Linked DNA regions of Oryctolagus cuniculus: regions 2 and 3 are each linked to region 1. The links are chromatin contacts, called in public Hi-C maps. All regions are on one chromosome and are shown on one strand. Each heading gives the region's core, a stretch centred on a gene start, on an enhancer-like site or on the middle of the called end of the contact. The rest is flanking DNA. Distances are from core to core; before and after follow the strand shown.

Evidence for each region. Hi-C and Micro-C count contacts between places; a contact is called where the count stands out from the background.
Region 2: a contact with region 1 is called in a Hi-C map of skin fibroblasts, with 4 times the contacts expected there. The contact joins the promoter of CDKN2B here to the enhancer-like site in region 1. A contact is called at or near these places in 2 of 6 Hi-C or Micro-C datasets (skin fibroblasts and an unstated tissue).
Region 3: a contact with region 1 is called in a Hi-C map of an unstated tissue, with 3 times the contacts expected there. The contact joins the promoter of LOC103348072 here to the enhancer-like site in region 1. A contact is called at or near these places in 2 of 6 Hi-C or Micro-C datasets (liver and an unstated tissue).

What each region holds. Positions count from the first base shown.
Region 1 is chr1:185,191,651-185,194,574 of mOryCun1.1, reverse strand. No RefSeq gene overlaps it. Among named protein-coding and RNA genes, the nearest start is that of CDKN2B, 110 kb to the right of the region's middle. Within about 2 kb of position 1,369, at least 1 of the 8 cell types and tissues checked has an H3K27ac peak or open chromatin away from gene starts, as enhancers often do.
Region 2 is chr1:185,077,148-185,080,071 of mOryCun1.1, reverse strand. CDKN2B (cyclin dependent kinase inhibitor 2B) reads left to right here and starts at 1,448. Exons shown (of 2, transcript XM_002708053.5): 1 at 1,448-1,968. The coding sequence starts at 1,813.
Region 3 is chr1:185,116,049-185,118,972 of mOryCun1.1, reverse strand. LOC103348072 reads right to left here and starts at 1,476. Exons shown (of 4, transcript XM_070061301.1): 1 at 1,005-1,476. The coding sequence starts at 1,476.

The sequences.
Region 1 (2,924 bases), core at 120-2,619:
TCCCATATGGGTACCGGTTCTAATCCTGGCTGCTCCTCTTCCTATCCAACTCTCTGCTATGGCCTGGGAAAGCAATAGAAGATGGCCAAGTCCTCAGGCCCCTGTACCTGTGTGGGAGACCCAGAGGAAGCTCCTGGCTCCTGGCTTTGGATTGCTGCAGCTCTAGTCATTGCAGCCATCTGGGGAGTGAACCATCGGATGGAAGACCTCTCTCTCTGTGTCTCTACCTCTCTCTGTAACTCTTTCAAATAAATAAAATAAATCTTAAAAAAAAAAAAAAAAAAAAAAACTTGTCCTCCAATGGCTTTAAGAGATTGGGAGAGGGGCTGCCATGGAGGTATAGTTGCTTCAGCCACTGCTTGCACACCAGCATCCCATATTGGAGTGCCAGTACAAGTCATGGCTACTTGGCTTCTTGCTAATACACATAGGAAGGCAGTGGAAGATGACCCAAGTGCTTTGGTCCCTGCTACCCATGTTGCAGACCCAGATGAAGTTCTTGACTCCTGGCTTCAACCTGCCCAGTATTGGCTGTTGAAAGCCTGTAGGGAATCATCTCTATATTTCTCTCCTCCCTCTCCTTCTGTCACTTTGCCTTTCCTATAATAAATAAACCTTTAAAGAGAGAGAGAGAGAGAAACAGAAAGGGAGAGAATAAAACAAAGGTATTCATATTTATGGAGCACCTATAATATAGATTGCTACAACAATGCAACTCCCATGGAGTCCTCACACACCCTGGGCAGAAGGCTTCACTGCCCCTATGTCAGAGTTGGCCTTCTCATGGAGGTTCCTATCAGTGCCTCCAAGCCATCCAGTTACTAGCTTCAAACCAGGATTTGAATGTAAGCCTGGCTGAGTTCATGCTAATGTTCCATACTGCTTTGGTTAAGATTTGAGATCTACTGGGGTTGAATTTGATTATCGTTTTAACTTCACTGCTAAATAAATCTTAAGCCCTCTGAAGAGCTCTGTCTGAAAAAAATGTTTTTGGTAACAAAAACGTGGTGTGGTGAAGGGAATTTATTTTACTACAAATAACTAGCCTATAGGTGGCGATATCTTTCAATGATAACTCACTCAGACTGAAAGCTTAAATTCATAAAAGTCATTGTATTTAGAAGGCAGCCTGGGAGAGCCGAATCTCCCTAGTCTACCTGGTAAGTGACTGAGACAGGTATTGAGCAAGGAGAGCTCTTCCTGTCTATGGTACGATGGAGAACAAACATGTCTGAAGGGTGGTCATTGTCCCCTGGCATCAATACTGGCAGTGAATGAGCTCATGGCCCTTTTTTCCCTCCACATTCTTCCTCATTTCTTCTCTGTCACCATGTTTCTTCGCTCCTCTGATTTGATGGAGTGTAGCCCTGAGGGCACATGAGAGTGAGGTCAGCATAACGCACACTGCTAATAATACTTGAGTCAGTCAAGTGGAACTTGTTTGCCTGTTCAAAGAAAGTAGCAGAAAAACAGGGTGAAATGAAGCCATGGCCTTGAGATCCGAGAGATTATATTGTGTTTCGCCAACGCTACTAAATTAGAATACTTGGCCTTGAACTAGCAAAATCGTAATTACATGTTAAGATACATCTCCATTATCTCATTATCATCTTAATCGACACTCAGTAGATGCCAGGTACAGTGTGTTGTATATGCTTTCATTTGGGCCTCACACTGATAGCACAGTATTGGCACACTTATCATACACATATATAATCAGGAAACTAAGGGACAGGAATATTATGTAATATTCAGATTGGCACAGAGCAAAAGAAAAAACATGGGTAAAATAAGGATTCATACCTAGCAGCCTGACTCTTAACACTCAAGCTTCTCACAGCAAGTTTTGGATTGCTCCTGGGAAACAGACGGGCAAGGATGTGCCCTTCAACAAGAACTGTTTAATTTAATAGTTTTCCTGAGATATCGCAGTCCTTTTAAACAATCCTTCATTAAGCAATTGGTGTGAGGAAACTGAACATGATTGGAGTGTACGCTAAAAAGCAAAGGCTATTGCAATCACCCAGGTGAATTTCTGTGGCAGCGTCATTTCTGTGCTGGATCATGGACCATGCTTGAGCTGGAATTACACTGAGCAGACAGTGAATATACTTACAGGACCAGGTTTCATTCTTATTACTACTTGCACTCCAACTCTGACTATAAGAAGTTAAGGGGAAACTGCCAGCCCAGGGAACAACTGTCACTGATTTGTTTCAGAAGCTCAATGTTAAAAACTCCACAGAGATCCTTCCTCTTCTGACAGCCAAGGACTGATAAAGCTTGAGGACAAACAGGTGCATTATTGACTCAAGTGGCTTTTTGGAATCTCTGAGATTTTTCAGACTGGGTGACACCCATTTACCCAGTTATGCCCTTCTTAGCAACAGTTTTCTTTGGGTACGTTCTCCCTGTTGAGAGGGAGTGGAATGGGGTGGGGCAGTGTACAAGCCATAATATGCTGTCATGTGACTCTCTCCACATTTAGTGCAGCTCAAGTGTGTCACACAAACGGTAACCCCATTACCTGAGCTAACTGAAGATGACTACATGTTAATAACTGAACGGCAAAGTGGAGAGAACAGCTAAGGACAAGTGAGCTAGGAGAGCCCACTCAGACAGCTCTCCCTTGTAAATGTCTGCCAACCTTCTGAAGAGGGCTCAACTGTAGGAGTCAGATGGGCGGGATTCAAGTGCTACCCTCCCTTGAGTCCTGGGCACCTCGTCCCCTGCTGAGACTCCAGTTGCCTCCCTGTTATGAGGGGTGAAACCTTAGCCAATGGTCAGGAGGAACAAAGGTGTGCAGGCTCTGGGTAAACCCCAGTAGCCCGTGGCAAAGGCTGGCTGTGAGTTTTATTATTTGGAGGTTTGATCTTGCGTCTGATTTGAACCAAGAGCTTGTCCTTGATCCTTGGACCACTTCC
Region 2 (2,924 bases), core at 199-2,698, 110 kb after region 1:
CCAGATGAATGTGGATGTTCAGATGAGAACAATAGTTAGAGAAATTAAGGAAGTTGAAAACTAAGAAACAGCAGGTGAGATGTGAAAGAGAACTTGCTATGCATACTGCCTCCTTCCCTGCCCACTCCTAGTGAATTTCAGCCCTGTTGGGGCTCATCAGTAGGTCTTCATCCTTGCATGCCACCTTCATGGGCCACACTGTGTGTAAGGAAAGAGCTTTTTCTTTTCCTACATTGATTTGCCAGAGAGGGAATAGGATCTAAGGCATGCTACAAGAAACATGCTGAGAAGTCTGTCATTCTTGAATAAGCTAGCAAATGACTCGTAAGACTGCCTTTTTCAGCACTCTGAACCAAAACAATTTTCTAAATAAGAACCCTTCAGTGTTAGGAGAGGTCCACTCTCAAGTAATTCATCACCAAAGTTCTTAGGAAATAGACACATAATTTTTTGCTCCCGTCCTATTTCAAGTTGCAATTTTTTTTATCTTTAAAGCAGTAAATATGTTGATTCAAACTCACCCAGCAAGTAGGAAAGAGAAAATAGCACTTGGCCTTTAAATCTTCAGAGGCCAATTTAATGACAGGTTCAGCCTGTTTAATGACAGGATCAATACCACACCCCTGTTTTATTATGTTTCATTATTACTGCATAAATGTCCTTTATTACTCATGAAAAATAAAAATCAAATACTTGCCGAGCTGGGTTTAAATAGGTAAGAGTGCAAACAAAGATATACTGTACAAATATCAAACAGGGATCTCAGATTCTTTTTTTTCTTTTTTAAATTTTATTTAAGTTATACAAGTTTCATATATTTCTTATACACAGATTTAGGTCAGATTCTTAAAATACATACTGTGCCAGGTTGCCCCTCTCGATTTTGGACTAGGTTTTGGGGGAGTATTTTCTATTTTGCTTTCTTTTGCTTTTAGGATTGTGCTCATAATTCAAACATGGAAAGAATCTAAAAAGTAGGGTTCTCGGGATTTTTTTCACTGTCGTCCTGGTGGAAATAGGAAAACACACCAAAAGCAACGCTAAAATGCAAGATGTGAAACCCGTGAAGTTCAAGCACTGCTTGAGGATGAACTTAACCTGCACGGCAGGTGCAGGGCTGTCACGTTCAGGTACTCTAGTAGGGCTGGAGGTTTCTTCACGGCCTTCCTCGGCCACTCCATTGCACAAGGAGCGACTAACAGCAGCCCTCTGCTCCGCCTGCTGGGGATTTGGAGCGGAGCGCTGTGGGGCAACGTCTCCGAATCGCTCCGGGCAGCACGCAGATGGCGCTCCCGCAGGCTCCCGGCGTGGCGACTGGCGCATGCGTCGCAGAGCCTCACGGGGACGCGCCCCCGTCGGCTGTGACGTCATCGGCTGCGGGCGGGGCTGCTGCGGAGCCAGAGGGCCGGTCCCGCGGGCGCCGGCGGGACAGTGGGCGGAGCCTAAGGGGGTGGGGCGGGTGCAGCCCCGCCGCCCAGCTGGACACGGAATTCATTCCCGGCTGGCTCGCAGCTCTGCCGGAGTGAGGCCGGGCAGCGAGGACGCCGAGAAAGCGCCCGCTCGGCTGCGGCTGCGGCCGCGCGAAGGGTTTTTCCCAGGAGTGAGCTGAGCGCGGCCGCGGGTTCGTGGGCGCCAGAAAAAGCCTGGAGCTCGTCAAGGCCGTGCGGCCATTGCATCGGCTCCCAAGTCGCACGAGGACGGCGAGCGGGGACAGAAGCTGCGCTGAGCTCTCCCGGGGAGGGGAGAGCGCGCCGAGGCGGGGTGGCCAAAGAGGGAGGAGTGGCGGGCCGCCCCGAGTGTAGGGGCCGTGGAATGCGAGACGAGGACAAGGGCATGCTCGGTGGTGCAGGCAGCGATGCGGGCCTGGCCAGCGCCGCGGCGCGGGGCCAAGTGGAGAAGGTGCGGCAGCTCCTGGAAGCCGGCGCGGATCCCAACGGAGTCAACCGCTTCGGGAGGCGCCCGATCCAGGTAGCCGGGGCCCCGGGGCCGCGCCGGCAGGGGGCGCAAGAGCGCGGGGCGCGGCCGCCGCGGGTCCGAGCTGGGGCCGAGGTCGCGGCCGCAGCCTGGCCAGCTGCAGGGGGAGGCCAGTCGTTAGGCTGGTTTTTACGCAACAAAAAAATCCTCAAGAAAGGGGTGGACTAACCCACTGCTCCGCTTTGGTTTTCTTTTGAACGGCGGGGAAATAGCAATACCAGGGTACTGCTATTGGAAAACGGTTTTAAACGATGCTTATCTTGTTGCAAAAAGAAATCGAAATCTATGCATACGTGGGATTTTCAAAAAGTTCGTGGAAAATGCGTGTTGGGCAAAAACAATAGATTTCAAAAAAATTTTTTGCACCAAAATAAGCTTGTGTTTAAATTCTGTTTTCCAGTAACTTTTCGAATTACCACCATACTTGCTCTACCGTCTCGTGATTAAAGATGCAGAGAATGGAGAGAACAGGGGGAAGGAGAAGTTATTTGGGGAGGATGGATCTTTTTGTCTCCTTTCAGTGACAAAGATGTTATAAGTTACACAATCTATGTTGGATTTAAGAAATTTACAATATCATAATGCATGAGAAAAAATTAGTGAACTTTTAAGCCTCCATGTGGAATCCTTTATATTTTCTCTCATAGGAGTGAACTGAATTCAAAGAGACGAGATCATATTCCTCAACAACACTCCTTAATTCCTTTTATGTTAGTGTTTCTTGAGTGATTAAAATATGCTGCTCCATATTTTTATTGTTTTAACGACTATACTCAGCAATTCAATTACAAAACCAATTCTGCAGCAACTATTAGATTCTTTCTGATTGGTACAGGACATTCACAAGTAGTCTCTTCATCGTTAAAATGCACTTATCAGTGTTTTGGTATTAATGCTGCTATTATTAATTAGTACTGACATTTTTTACATTCCTTTAAAATCTAACAGCA
Region 3 (2,924 bases), core at 227-2,726, 76 kb after region 1:
ATGACTGCTACAGCCTGCTTAGGCTGGAGTGCATAGGTCCAGGGCAAAATACATGGATATGCTCTGGTCCACCACCCCCTGCTGTGACATTTGTGTGGACAGGGCAGTTGCTCTTCCCACCAGCCCCCAGGCTATCCAGCCCAGCCTCAGTATTAGCAGCAGGTGCCTGTAGGGATGAATGGCCATCCAGAGGCTGGAGACAAAAGACAAGGCACATGTGGCCATGGGAAGTGCCAGGACACAGGCAGTGCCAGGATCTGGCTAGCATCTGGGCTGGGCCTGGGAGCCCTTAGCTAAGCAGGTCCAGGCTTGGTTGAACTTGGATGAAGCTGGGGCCTCTGCTCCTTCTCCTCACATACAAATCACCAGGACCCTGTCTTGGGCCTGGGCCTGGGGCATGCTCACCTCCTCCTCCCCCGGTTCCATGTTCACTCTTTGCCTGCCTCTGAGGGTTGTAGGTGAACCCTGTGATGGAGCAGCTGTTGACGAAAACAATTTGTTGAAGACAATAGTTGAAGGACTAGAGAGGCTGCCATCTTCCCTCAAAGGGTCTGAGTCCATGTCTGGGTTATAGCTGTACATGTCACATCGGCCAGGCCAGTAGCCTCTGCCACCACGTGGCAGAGCTGTGGCTTCGAGCCTTGCAGTCCTCCCACCCTCACGAGAACAGACTGAAATTGACGGCATTCACCAACCCAGTGAGGCCGGGCTCCCCGCTGGCCGGACGCACGGCTGCCAACGGTGCTGCAGTCACAGCCAGGCCTGGTGGAAAAGGGTCTTGCAGCCACACTGTCACTGAGGGAGCCCCTGTCTTCATATCCTGCACAGTCTGCCAGGGCTGGCGTTCTGGGATGGGGACCTCCTGGCACAACTGCTTAAACACGTGCTTGTCAGCTCCGGCCCTCTGGATCTTAGGGGTACACGCAGGACCACGGAGCACTCGGCCGCCAGGTGCAACTCAGGGGCCAGGCAGGGCACAGTGACCTCTGAAACATAGGCCTCACCTGCCGGCGACGTGAGCATCTCTGGTCCCCAGTCAGCTGCTTGCTCCGGTTCTCTAACAGTTTCCTGTCCTCGGGGAGCGGGCGTTGCTCCCGAGGGACCAGTGCTGCCTGCCCCGGCCGGCCGCCCGTCGTCGGTGCCGGCTGGAAGGCGGGACACGCTCAGCGCAGCGCGGGAGCCTCGGGACCGGAGGGCGCGCGGCGGCCTCGGCGCAAACCGCACGATATCCGGGGGAAGCTCCGCCCCTACGTCCCTGCACTTGGGGCTCTGGCGCCCATCTGGGTCGCCACCGCGACTGAGCCTCACCCCCGGCACAGCGCCCCCTCTCGCTCCGCCCTGCCGCCGAGCGCCACAGAGGGCCCCAGCGAACCAGCGACCTCCGCCGCCCCCAACCGGACGACAGCAAGCGTCCGTGAGGCCCGGCCTCACGCCTCTGAAATCCTGTGAGATTTTAACATCCCCTTTCTCCTTCATTGTACCTTATGATCTGTCTCTCCACGCTGGTGCTCTTCTGATGTGTGCTTTCCAGTTCTAAGCACAGATAACACGTAGCTGGTGGCAAGAAATAGACATCTTTTCTTTGAACCCTGCTTTTGAATCAGAGTGAGGCTTATTCCTCTCATGAAAAGGGAGACTGGCTGTAGGAGAAAGAAGAGGCCAATGTTAATTTGGCTGTGATCTAAACACAGCAGATACTTCTACCCCTTTTCATAGACCCTTTTGTCACCTTGGGTAGTATGTGGAGTTGAGAAACACATTGAATATGGTATACCTGTAATCAATAAATAATGCAGGCATAGCGGATTCAGCCCCAGCCTCTGAGGCAGGCATCCTACATGGACGCAGGTTTGAATCCCCCGATTCCAATCCAGCTCCCTGCTAATGCGCCTGGGAAAACAGCGGAAGATGGCCCAAGTTCTTGGGCCCCTGCCACCCACATGGGAGACGGGGAGGAAGCTCCTGGCTCCTGGTTTCCAACCCACCCAGCTGCTGTGGTTGCATCCATCTGGAGAGTGAACCAGCAGACCTCTGTGTAACTCTGCCTCTCAAATAACTAAACAAGTCTTAATAAATAAACAAACAAACAATACAGACACAGTGTTGGGTGCTGGAGGTTGGGCCACAGCTTGAGATGCCCAAGTTCCACAGCACAGTGCTGGTTGTGTCCTGGCTACTCTGCTTTCCATACAGCTGCAGACTATTACACCTGAGAAACAGCAGGCAACAGCTCAAGTATTTGAGTCCCTGCTGGAGTTTCTGGCTCCTGGCTTTGTCCTGACCCAGGCTCAGTTGTTGCAGCCATTTAAAGAATTAACTGGCCCAGTGCTGTGGCTCAGTAGGTTAATACTCAGCCTGTGGTGCCGGTATCCCATATGGGCGCCGGTTCTAGTCCTGGCTGCTCCACTTCCAGTCCAGCTCTCTGCTGTGGCTCTGGAAGGCAGTGGAGAATGGCCTAGGTGCTTGGGTCCTGCACCCTCGTGGGAGACCAGGAAGAAGCTCCTGGCTCCTGGCTTCGGATCAGCACAGCTCCTGCCATTGCGGCTATTTGGGGAGTGAACCAGCAGACGGAAGACCTTTCTCTGTCTCTCCCTCTCACTGTAACTCTACCTCTCAAATAAATAAATAATCTAAAAAAAAAAAATTAACCCACAGATTAAATCCATCCCTATCACTCCAGATTTCAAATAAATTAATAAATCTTTTTAAACAAACAGAATACAATAGTTTCACCTTTCAATTCTAGTACATGTGCCTAGTTTAAACCTATATAGCAAATCCTGCTGGCTTTTTGTCTCTTGCAGCAACTCTCTCTACACACAGCAAGGTCTCTATGACAACCTCCCCAGTTCCTTGAGGGGGCATTTTGGGTAATCCAAGGGTCAAGGACATGGGTTCAAATTCTGGCTCCATCACTGATGTGG